Regions from separate parts of the Danio rerio genome. Here region 1 is linked to region 2. The links are chromatin contacts, called in public HiCAR-type maps. All regions are on one chromosome and are shown on one strand. Each heading gives the region's core, a stretch centred on a gene start, on an enhancer-like site or on the middle of the called end of the contact. The rest is flanking DNA. Distances are from core to core; before and after follow the strand shown. Region 1 overlaps rdh8a (retinol dehydrogenase 8a). Region 2 overlaps shfl (shiftless antiviral inhibitor of ribosomal frameshifting).

Region 1 (5,503 bases), core at 2,854-5,353, 190 kb after region 2:
ATAATAGCCTACGCACTCTCACTGTTCCAAGTCTCAAACATCTCAGGCATACAAACGACGCCTGCTCTGAAATATGTATGATTGAACTTGCTGTTGTTTTGCTCATGTGAAAGTTGCGAGCTGTTCCCATAGCTCAGTCCGAACCCTTGCAAGACAATACTGCAGCTGATTATGTCATAACTGCTTTGCGACTCCACAATAGCCCGATAAGAATAAAGGTCTTGTTTAACGAGATTTGTAACTCTTGCAATCGCTCAATTAGTAAAGAGGTCCCCTATTGAATGCTCTCGTTTTCCAAAATCAGACACATCCCACAAGTCCGCAGCACTCCCCAACCCCCTGCGCTCCATGGCCCACATCCCGTCCAAAGATTCGGGACACACAGCGGCTCCTTCCTCCCCCTCTGGACTGCCTTCCATTTCCCTTTTGATTGTGATTGACAGATTCTTTGTCCCATTGTACTGAGCTGTCGCCTCTGATGAAGACACACAAGCACACATATGCATGTATTGGAACGCACGCTCCCGCTTGCGCACCTTGGACTTGTTGCATGGGACGGCATTGGTTCTACATGAATGTCCTTGCATTTGTCTGTGATGGGTATGTTTGCCGCCATGTGGAAAAGCAAGGACCTGTTTGCACGATTCCGGAGGATGGCTGGACGGACTCTGCGCAGCCCATCTGCAGGCTGCGCCTTGCTGAGGTGGTGCGGCTGAGAGGGACAGCTGGTGGGGGAGGCGAAAGGGATGCTCAATGTTGTCTGGAGAGGTTGTCATTAACACAGCTCCTCAGGGATGGGAACCAGGTCACATTCTCTCACTCCGCACAAAGCAGTGTGTGTGTGAGAGGGCTGGGGGTGCGAAGGGAGGGTGGCGGATGGGGACTAGGCCATGACCTCTTTATATCCATCAACATATCATTGGCCGGTTGTGCGCTGTCCAATCTGCAGTGCGTCGGAATGTACTCATGCACTCGTTTGGCCCCTCTTGCTGTCTCCGTCACTACTATCTCCTTCAAGTATTGCTCGTCTTTTTCAGGTTCTGGGTTTTGCCATTTCTTAGTTTTTGTTTGTGTAAAAATAGCTTGGCTATATAACTAAAACAGCACACATGGCCAAGGGTGTCTGGTACTCTGTATAATAATGAATAAACATGCTTAGTGGTTCTGTCTTATTTCGAAGGCTGTGACCTTCGGAGGTTGCATTTGTTGGCTTCATACATGTACTGTATACATGTGAGATTGTCTCATTTCAGAAAAGTAATCATTATAGAATGCACTTTTATTACCTTGTGAAATTATTGTATGCTTTTTTTCCTGATTCTTTGGAATAAGCCTTTAAAGATAGACACAGCAAATGTTATCCACATGGACTTTAACTCTGCTGACTTTGGGACCTAACTTGATTTACTTCTACCCAACAAACACTTGTTGCATCTAAATTCATACATCAATAAGAGGAAGTCAGGGGTGCAATGTCCAGATCAGAGCTGATCTCCATTGTGCAGGTTTCAAAAAAGCCTTTTCTAGGACAGAGGTGAGTCCAGAATGGGTAATAACCTTTATTTACTAAACTCAGCAAGTTTTGACACCCCTGATTAAGCGGTTTAGCCCTAATCGAACTATCTTGTGTGTCTATACTTGTAAATCAATCTTAAAAGCAAATGTTATATATATTTTAAGTGTGTTTGGTTAGAAATTGAGCTGAGCTCTGCAGGACAGTGGCCCTAGGGTCAGAGTTGCCCACTCCTGCTGTGGGACTTGATTAGGTTGATCGTATGCATTTAATTAGGTTTGAGACTAAACTCTATTGGGCAGTGGCCCTCCAGGTGCATCCCTGGGTTAAGTACTTTAAGTGCCAGGAAAAAAAGTGGTGTGCCCAACAGAGCCTGCTTTCTTTTGAGTTTCTTTTCCTTCACTTTGTCAGTTGGCGAAGGTTTTTTCCTTGCCACTGTCACCACTGGTTTGCTTGGTTTGGGACTTGTAGAGCTGCACATTAATGGATTTGCTCTCCAGTGTTTGAACATTCAGCAATGAAATTTAAACCACACTGAACTGAACTAAACTAAACTCTGAAAACTGGATTTTCATAGAACTTCTATGTTAGCAGGTTAGACACAGTCCACATTGTAAAAGCGCTATAAACCTGAATTCACTTAATACTTACTATAAAAAATTATTAAGGATCATGGGTTCTCAACTTGTACCTTCCCAATTTAGCTACAACCCTAATCAAACATACTCGATCCAGTTCAAGTAATCTTTAGAATTACTATAAATTTAATTGGAGCAAAACTCTTCAGAAAAGCAGACTTAAAGTTGAAAACGGCTGCTCTGTAGAGTATGAATGTTTAATATGAATTTGGTCCAAAAGTACATTTGCCATGTTACCTACAGTACCAGTGTTGTGCTGTGCTATGCTGTGTACTGTGTTCTCGTGTACTGTATTTCACTTACAAGGGACACATATTTGTATATAGCCATGGTTATTTTCTCAAATGTAAGTCTACAGATCTAGGCAGCCACACAACGTCATATGACATTAATAATAGGTTAGATTTAGGTTGCCAGCGTCTAAGGAATATGTTATTTTGGCATCCAAATTTGACATGAAATGACATTGATCTTTGGTTGATTTTAGGTAGGGTTGGAAATTGACCAAAATCCAACATTAGATCAACATCTTAACCAAGGGTGTTAAATCCAGTTCCTGGAGGGCTGCAGCTCTGCACAATTTAGCTTAAACTCTAATTAAACACACCCGATCAAACTAATTGAGTCCTTCAAGCGTGTTTGGAACCTACAGGTAAGTGTGTTGAAGCAGGGTTGGAACTAAACTCTGCAGAGCTGCGGCCCTCCAGGAACTGGAAATGACACCTGTGTCTTAAACCAATGTCAGATTGACTTCAAAAACTGACAATAATTCCTTAGGTATGGCAATCAAAATCCAATGTCTGATAGACGTCATGTTGGTAACGTCCACACATAATCAAGCTGTAACATTATTAGAGGTTGATATTTGTGTTGAAACTAAAATGCAACGTCTGTCGGATGTCGGACATTGACATCAGCCTGACGTTGGGTTCTGACGTCAACCTGATTTTCATTTTTAAACAACGTAAGGGGGACAACGTCAATCTGACGTCATGTTGATGTCCTGTGCCTGCTGGGATGAATCAAGTATCCTTGAAAGCAGCCTTTGATTCTCACCCTATCTGCTTTGAAAGCATCAAGTTTAGACTAACCTCCAGTTACCCACAAATCATTGTGCAAAAATTGAGAGCAAAAGAAATGTCCAGCATAAAAAAAAAAACATATCCAGCCTTCCAGTTGTGAAACACCCATTGTAATAAACGAGACCAGAGATCCCATATTATTCCTGTGTGCCAATGCATTAATCTGCTGATGTATTCTGTCGCCCTCTGGTGGTTACCGGTGGTAACAAATTTTTCAGTTTCTTTCTAAACTTAAGACTCCCAAGGAGCTAATAAATTATTTCAAAACAAGAAAATGAAACCACAATTAGAATATGAGTCATATAATCAATAAAAAAATGTCAAACTATACTTTAATACACACCCAGGCTTCAGCAAATTGATCGCATGAGTTATTCAGTTTCCGAATCAACACTTCTTTAAATAGAGCTTCGAGACCACCTAAAATGTTCAAGTTAATATTAAAAAAAGACTTAAAAAGAAAAACAAAATAACCAAATAAAACATCAGATGCATTCCAATGTGAATCATTAGTACAAAAAAGGCAGCTATGTGATTACTTCTCACTTAAATCATGAACATCATAAGCATCACAATTAGCTTTTGAACTGGTCTGTCATTTTGCACTGTTTGATTCCATTTATCATTGTTAAGCACATGTAAAATATTTCATCATGATAATAACTTAACCAGCCTACTGGTTTTACAGTAACTGAGATGTTTAGATGAACAGCGGCATTCACACTAACACAATACATGCACGCTGTCCTTCTGAAAAGAGATATTGTGTGTTAATGGTGGAAAACTCTGTTGAGGTTTTGCGTTCTCCAGTTTGTAGAGTCCTGATTTAACTGAGGGAAATTTGACTCGCTGCTGCCCTCTTCAGTCTGGAGATATGGTGCGTCTGCGCAGGCAGTTGCATGTCAGGCATTTGAGGATGCTCATGGATATGTGCATCAGTGAGCCGAAGTTAAAGAGCAGGTTGTAGAAGGTTTGCACTGACAGACCTCCAGTTTCATCCGCATATTTCATTGCTACAATAGGCGTGTAGAGGCTGTTGGTCAGGTTGCGGAATCTTGGCTGGCTGGTTTCAATCACTTTCTTGGTGCACTGGTGAATAATGGCAACAGATTTAGTGTTTACACACACTCACAAAATGTACAGATATTTAAATAGATTTAAGACTAGAAGCACAGAGTGGGACATGTTTCTGGATCAACATCTACAGTTTGTTGATCCTGGAACAACATTTCAATCAGCCGATCAGAATTAAAAAATAAGATTATGTTCAGTTTAGGCTTACAATTAAGGTCAGACCCGTAGCCAGGAGGGGTTCGAGTGGTTCAAAAGAACCAAAATTTGTGCCATTCATGAGCTTATTTGTCCTATTTTGACTGCTATGTCATCCCAAAAGTGAAAATAACCCATCGCAAAGGCTTTAAGACCAAGCCGAATTCTGTGTTGGCTATCATGACTTAAGTTAATCTGTTTTGACCAATGCAAACAAGTATTTTCAACATCCAGCTGTGCAAGAAAACACACAATCTTTCATAAGTGGGTCATCTATTACTACTATATTGTTTAAAAATAGAGAAAACAGTTTACAAGTAACATTTATTTCTAAATCTTGGACCTTATTCATATAACAAAAAGATTATTAGATGATTTTGCAGCCATTTTGCACCAGACCACACACCAGCTGATTGGTGTGGAGGAGACAGAGTGATAAAGCCATTTATGATATGGGGAGGATTAGGAGGCCATGATGGACAGAGACCGGTGGGTAGATTTGGCCAGGATGCCAGGGTTAAACCCCTACTCTTTTTGTAGGACATCCTGGGAGTTTTAACGACAGAGAGTCGGGACCTCGGTTTAACGTCTCATCCGAAAGACGGCGCTCACTGAGCAGTATAGAGTCCCCGTCACTATACTGGGGCATTAGGACCCACACAGACTGCAGGTTGGGCGCCCCCTGCTGGCCTCACTGACACCACTTTTGGCAGCAGCCTAGCTTTTCCCATGTGGTCTCCCATCCAGTTACTGACCGGGCGCAGCCCTGCTTAGCGTCAGTGGGTGACCATGTGAGAGATGCAGAGAGCTAGCTGCCGGCAAAATGACAGAATAAAAAAATTCTGACTGAATAAAGTTTAATGTGCTGGCCAATTTGTTATTTATAATTTGCCTAATAATTAACAATAGGCTTGTTTTTAATAAAAAATGGGTTACTTTTTTTAATGATATAAGATTTAATAAATTTGTATTTTAAAAATAAATATTTCTTTATTATAAAT
Region 2 (5,021 bases), core at 2,160-4,659:
CCCATTCTAGCACTGGGCCTAGGAAATGCCATGATATTGCAGCCCAATTCATCAGTAGTCCTCTCTGCTTCACTCTGTGCATGCAACAGTCTGGATGGCGCACTTCTTTGGGGAGTCTCCACAATGTAACTCTCCCGAATGTGGAACTGACTGTGAAGGTGGACTCATCACAGAGCAATACATGTTTCACCTTGTCCACAGCCCAAGGTTTTCAAAACTGGCACCACTGAATCTGACATTTGGCATTGGCATAAATGACCAAATGTTAGGCTATAACAGGGGTACTCAATCCTGTTCCTGGAGATCTACCTTCCTGCAGATTTTAGTTGCTACCCATATCAAACACACCTGAACCAATTAATTAGGACCTGAACACCACGTGATAATTACAGGCAGGTGTGTTGATATGGGTTGCAACTGAAATCTGCAGGAAGGTAGATCTCCAGGAACAGGATTGAGCACCCCTGGGCTATAGCAAGCAGCCATGTATATTGACCCTGTGGAGCTCCCAATGAACAGTTTTGGTGGAAACAGTAAAGTTGAGATGCACATTTAAATCTGCAGTGAGTTGGGAGTTGGCAGCTGTGGTTTTATGTTTTTTGAATACAATCCCTTTCAGTCAGATTCCTCTTTTGTCCTCATTTACTCCTGTTGGATGTGGTTCATCCTTCTTGGCAGCTTGCTGACATTACCCTGGATACTGTAGCTCTTGATACATCACCAACATTTGCTGTCTTGGTCACATGCTGGTCAAATTTAGCCATGAAACATCCAACACTAAATTGGCCAGTGTATTAGTTTCATTGTCCAAACCCCTGTATATTAGATGTCTAATAAACACAAAGTTGTTTGGTGGGTTGACTTGGATAATATGAATCACCAAGGACCACAGATGTAGCCAAAAATCTTCTTTATTGTTCTAATGAAGAAAAAAGTCACCTTCATCTTCATAAGCATTCTGTGTAAAATTGAGAGTCCAAAATTGTGGGTCCAATACATTTGTGGTCCATGTGAACTGCAGCTTTAGCATTTGTTTGAAAGTAGGAACAAGTCGCTTCAAATTATAGAGGCCATTTGATTGGGCAGAAAATTTCAAGAGAAGCTGCATTGTGAGGTCATCACAATGGTGGATCCATATTGGAACAAGTGAGAGAGTGCACGTTTTGAATGCATATATTTTCTAAATCCAAATTTTAGACAACCTTACAGCAAACTGGCAATGCATTCCAAGCAGGATGTATCATGGCCGCCATAATGAAGTGTCGTTACAAACCGAAGTGCTTAAAACTGGCTACTTCGAAAGAAGGGTTTTGAAAGGTACAACTGATAGACGGTGGCTTTACATGCACATTAGTAATCAAATTATTTGCCTTAAACTAATTAAGACAATAAAAAGATTACGGCGTTTAAACGAGTTGCTTTTTGAATGTTCCTTTCATGATTCCGTTTTACATGTTATAGCACATAGTTCAATTAACATCATTGGGTCACTGCGCTATCCACATTTCTTTGGAGTTTCATGAAATGTTTTATTTTTGATTAATCCGATTTGTAATGATTCATCAGACATTTCTGGATCCATATGCACACTTTAATAACAGTAATAACTCACAGGTGGAAACTCATTTAATATCAGATTAAATAGGAACTTTCCAGTAGTATAGTCGAAGAGCAGGCGTGGGTCGAGGTTAGGAGAGAGTAATCTTTAACGAGAGACAGGCGGAGATTAGGGGCAGGCGGCTGGCAGATGGAATCGATATAACTATGCAGTGGTCAGGGCAGGCAGATAGCTTCGGAAACGGTAAGACAGTCCAGGTCAATACACAGATAGGCAATAATCAACAGGGTAACGTTTAGAGATGATGGTGATAATCAAAACTTCGCACCGAGTGAAGGATGTGTGCGTATATATAGAGAGTCTGAAATTGGTTTCAGCTGTATGTAATCAATCCCAGTTGAGCATTGGGGAAATTAGAACTCAGGCGATGGCTCCCTCTGGTGGTCAAACGAGGAAGGTTCATGAGTAGATTTCACAACACGGTTAAAGTCATAATCGAACTAAAGAGAAATCGAATTAAGACATGTGGAGTACGTCGATTTTAGTTACATTATTGACGTGCAGTACAGACATGTAAACACCGCAATCAAACTATTACTGTCGTGTAGGGTTTTTGCTGCATTTTGTGACAGTATGTGACTATTCTCTGCACCTACCGAGTCAGTAAAGGATCACAGACACACACACCGTGAAGCTTTTTCCTCCACATGGCATGCGGTATCAAATTCCATTAAAACTACACTCTTCCAGCAGTTTAGTCGCATCCAATATCTTGTTTGTCATGGGGGCATGAAAAAAATGTACCCAGATGAACGCAATGAAGCTAATCCAGTTATGTGTTGTAACATGTAAAACAGAATCATGAAAGGAACTCATGTAAACACCTCAATAATAATAATAATAATTCCTTAAATTTATATAGCGCTAGATACTCAAAGTGCTTTACACAATAGGGGGCAATCTCCTCATCCACCACCAGTGTGTAACATCCACCTGGATGATGCGACGACAGCCATATTGCGTCAGACCACACACCAGCTGATTGGTGGAGAGGAGACTAATGAATGAGTAATGAAGCCAATTATGATATAGGGCCATGATGGACAGAGGATAGTCGGCAAATTTGACCAGGATGCCGGGGTTAAACCCCTACTCTTTTATTGAAGGACATCCTGGAATTTTTAACAACCACAGAGAGTCCGGACCTCGCTTTAATGTCTCATCCGAAAGACGGCGCTCACTGAGCAGTATAGAGTCTTCATCAATGTCCTGGGGCATTAAGACCCTCGCAGACCACAGGTTGGGCGCCCCCTGCTGGCCTCACTAACACCACTTCTGACAGCCACCTAGCTGTCCCATGTGGTCTCCCATCCAGGTACTGACCGGGCATGGCCCTGCATAGCTTCAGTGGGCGACCATGTGATAGTTGCAGAGAGCTAGCTGCCGGCCAACAATAATATTAATCATATTATTGTTTTATTCATATTGAGGCAAATAACTTGATAACTCATGTCCATGTAAACATAGCCACTTTTTGGCTGTCTTAATCCTTTGCACAGAGAAGTTGTTTAGTGTTGAGCAGTTTGTTCTATTCAGAAGGGCTCATCGCTATGTCCCTATGCCTTAATCCCACATACCAAATTTCGTTTAGATTTCATGAGATCTTTAATGTTCTACTAAAGACAAAAAGACCCTCATTTTTGATGGCCTGATGGAACTGACTGCAGATTTTCATTTATTTACTATCCCACTTCAAACCTCTGACATTCACCAGCACAGCCCTTGATTTAACTGAGCCTGATTTGAGTTTTAAGGGTGTGGTCCAACATCTTACCCTTTTCCTCTGGGGCACACGTCGCCACCAATCCCTGTCACATGACTCACAGGCAAACTGATGTGTGTCTGACGGGATCTGGTTTGCCTGCGCCTGGTCAAACATTTGCTTGTTTTCCATTGTTAATGGCAGAACTCTTAGACGCGTCCCAAGCTCCTGCAAGCATGTCTGTGCATGTTAGTCCACAATGCTCATACAGTACTGCAATATCAACTGTGGCAGGGTTTAAAACTAAGTACATAATGTAAAGCAACTAACCGTTATATCCCGGTCATCACTTGGTTGTTTCTTTGCCTGAGAAAGAAGGGGAATTTGAGTCATGCATAAATACTACAATGTAATGCAATGATTTATTCATCCTGTAGATGTTCATACACTGAAAACAACATCTTACTTTTGCGGATGGTCCTGCACCACTGGATCCAGAGGACGATGACTTGGCATGTTTCTCCACCTATAAATTTTTGACGACCACATCTTGACTATCATCATTATACAATTAAAAAACTGTAAGGTAAACAGCAATACCTTCTACTTTTGTTTTCAGAAATCATGTAACAAGACATATTTATATTTACATTTACATACAAGGATATTTACGCTTTGTAAAAGGAATAGTTCAACCAAAAAGTGAAAATTCAGTCATTATTTACTCAACCTTCACTTGTTCCAAACTTGTTTGAGTTTCTGTTGAACACAAAAGAAGATTAGAAGAATGAAGAATGTCGGAAACCATTGACCTTCCTGATAATAAAAACAAGTACTGTACAAGCCAGAGGTTACTGGTTTCCAACATTCATCATAATATCATCTTTTGTGATCAACAGAACAAAAGAAAACTAGTTTAAGACGAGCTGAGGATGCACTGTTAAAAATGCTGGGTTCCACACAATCGATATGTGTTGACACAACATGAAGAAATGAAGTTAACTTGTTAGTTTTTACCAATTTAAGTGGATTTTACCAAAAATAATTAAGTTATCACCAAAAACACTTTAAGGGGCCGATCACAAAGAATGTGCTTTATGCATTGAGAGGCGCCTTTTTTGAATGGTTTACTAATGGCCGCGAGCGTGTTGCACACTGCTTATGTGCCATGAGTGCCTTGCTTTTTAACTGCCTGCTTCGCCTTGCGTTTTTGCCCTTGCGCGCTGTGCGCTCTCCCTTGAAAAAAGTCAACTTGGAGTGGAAAAAGCGTGTTACGTCACTCGCGTTTTTTTCATTTTCTAATCAAATGAAAGCAGAGGCTGAGTTTCCGTTGAGGTGCCTGCAGTGTTTATGTTGTCAAGACAACAAGGGAGACTTTTGAAGATGGAGGAGAGACTTGTGGTTGCTGTTATCTGGAGCTGTATGACTTCACAAATCTTGAATATCACAATATTTTTAGATTTTAGAGTTATAGGCGATGCAGTGGCGCAGTGGGTAGCACGTTCGCCTCACAGCAAGAAGGTTGCTGTTTCGATCCTCGGCTCAGTTGGCGTTTCTGTGTAGAGTTTGCATGTTCTCCCTGCATTCGTGTGGTTTTCCTCCAGGTGCTCCGGTTTCCCCCACAGTCCAAAGACATGCGGTACAGGTGAATTGGGAAGGCTGAATTGTCCGTAGTGTATGAGTGTGTGCGTGGATGTTTCC

The links. HiCAR-type assays count read pairs that join an accessible place to other places.
Region 1: a HiCAR-type map of caudal fin shows a contact between it and region 2, with 9 times the contacts expected there. The contact joins two enhancer-like sites. A contact is called at or near these places in 1 of 18 Hi-C or Micro-C datasets (caudal fin) and 1 of 4 datasets of contacts at active chromatin or transcription factors (caudal fin).

The regions. Positions count from the first base shown.
Region 1 is chr3:56,210,413-56,215,915 of GRCz12tu, forward strand. rdh8a (retinol dehydrogenase 8a) reads right to left here. Exons shown (of 6, transcript NM_200707.1): 6 at 3,550-4,322. The coding sequence ends at 4,095. Among named protein-coding and RNA genes, the nearest start is that of rdh8a, 34 kb to the right of the region's middle. Within about 2 kb of position 4,104, at least 4 of the 62 cell types and tissues checked have an H3K27ac peak or open chromatin away from gene starts, as enhancers often do. A contact at or near this core is called in caudal fin, where this site is marked.
Region 2 is chr3:56,022,737-56,027,757 of GRCz12tu, forward strand. shfl (shiftless antiviral inhibitor of ribosomal frameshifting) reads right to left here. Exons shown (of 10, transcript NM_001105527.1): 5 at 3,787-3,846; 6 at 3,651-3,686; 7 at 3,393-3,548. Among named protein-coding and RNA genes, the nearest start is that of shfl, 7.8 kb to the right of the region's middle. Within about 2 kb of position 3,410, at least 1 of the 62 cell types and tissues checked has an H3K27ac peak or open chromatin away from gene starts, as enhancers often do. A contact at or near this core is called in caudal fin, where this site is marked.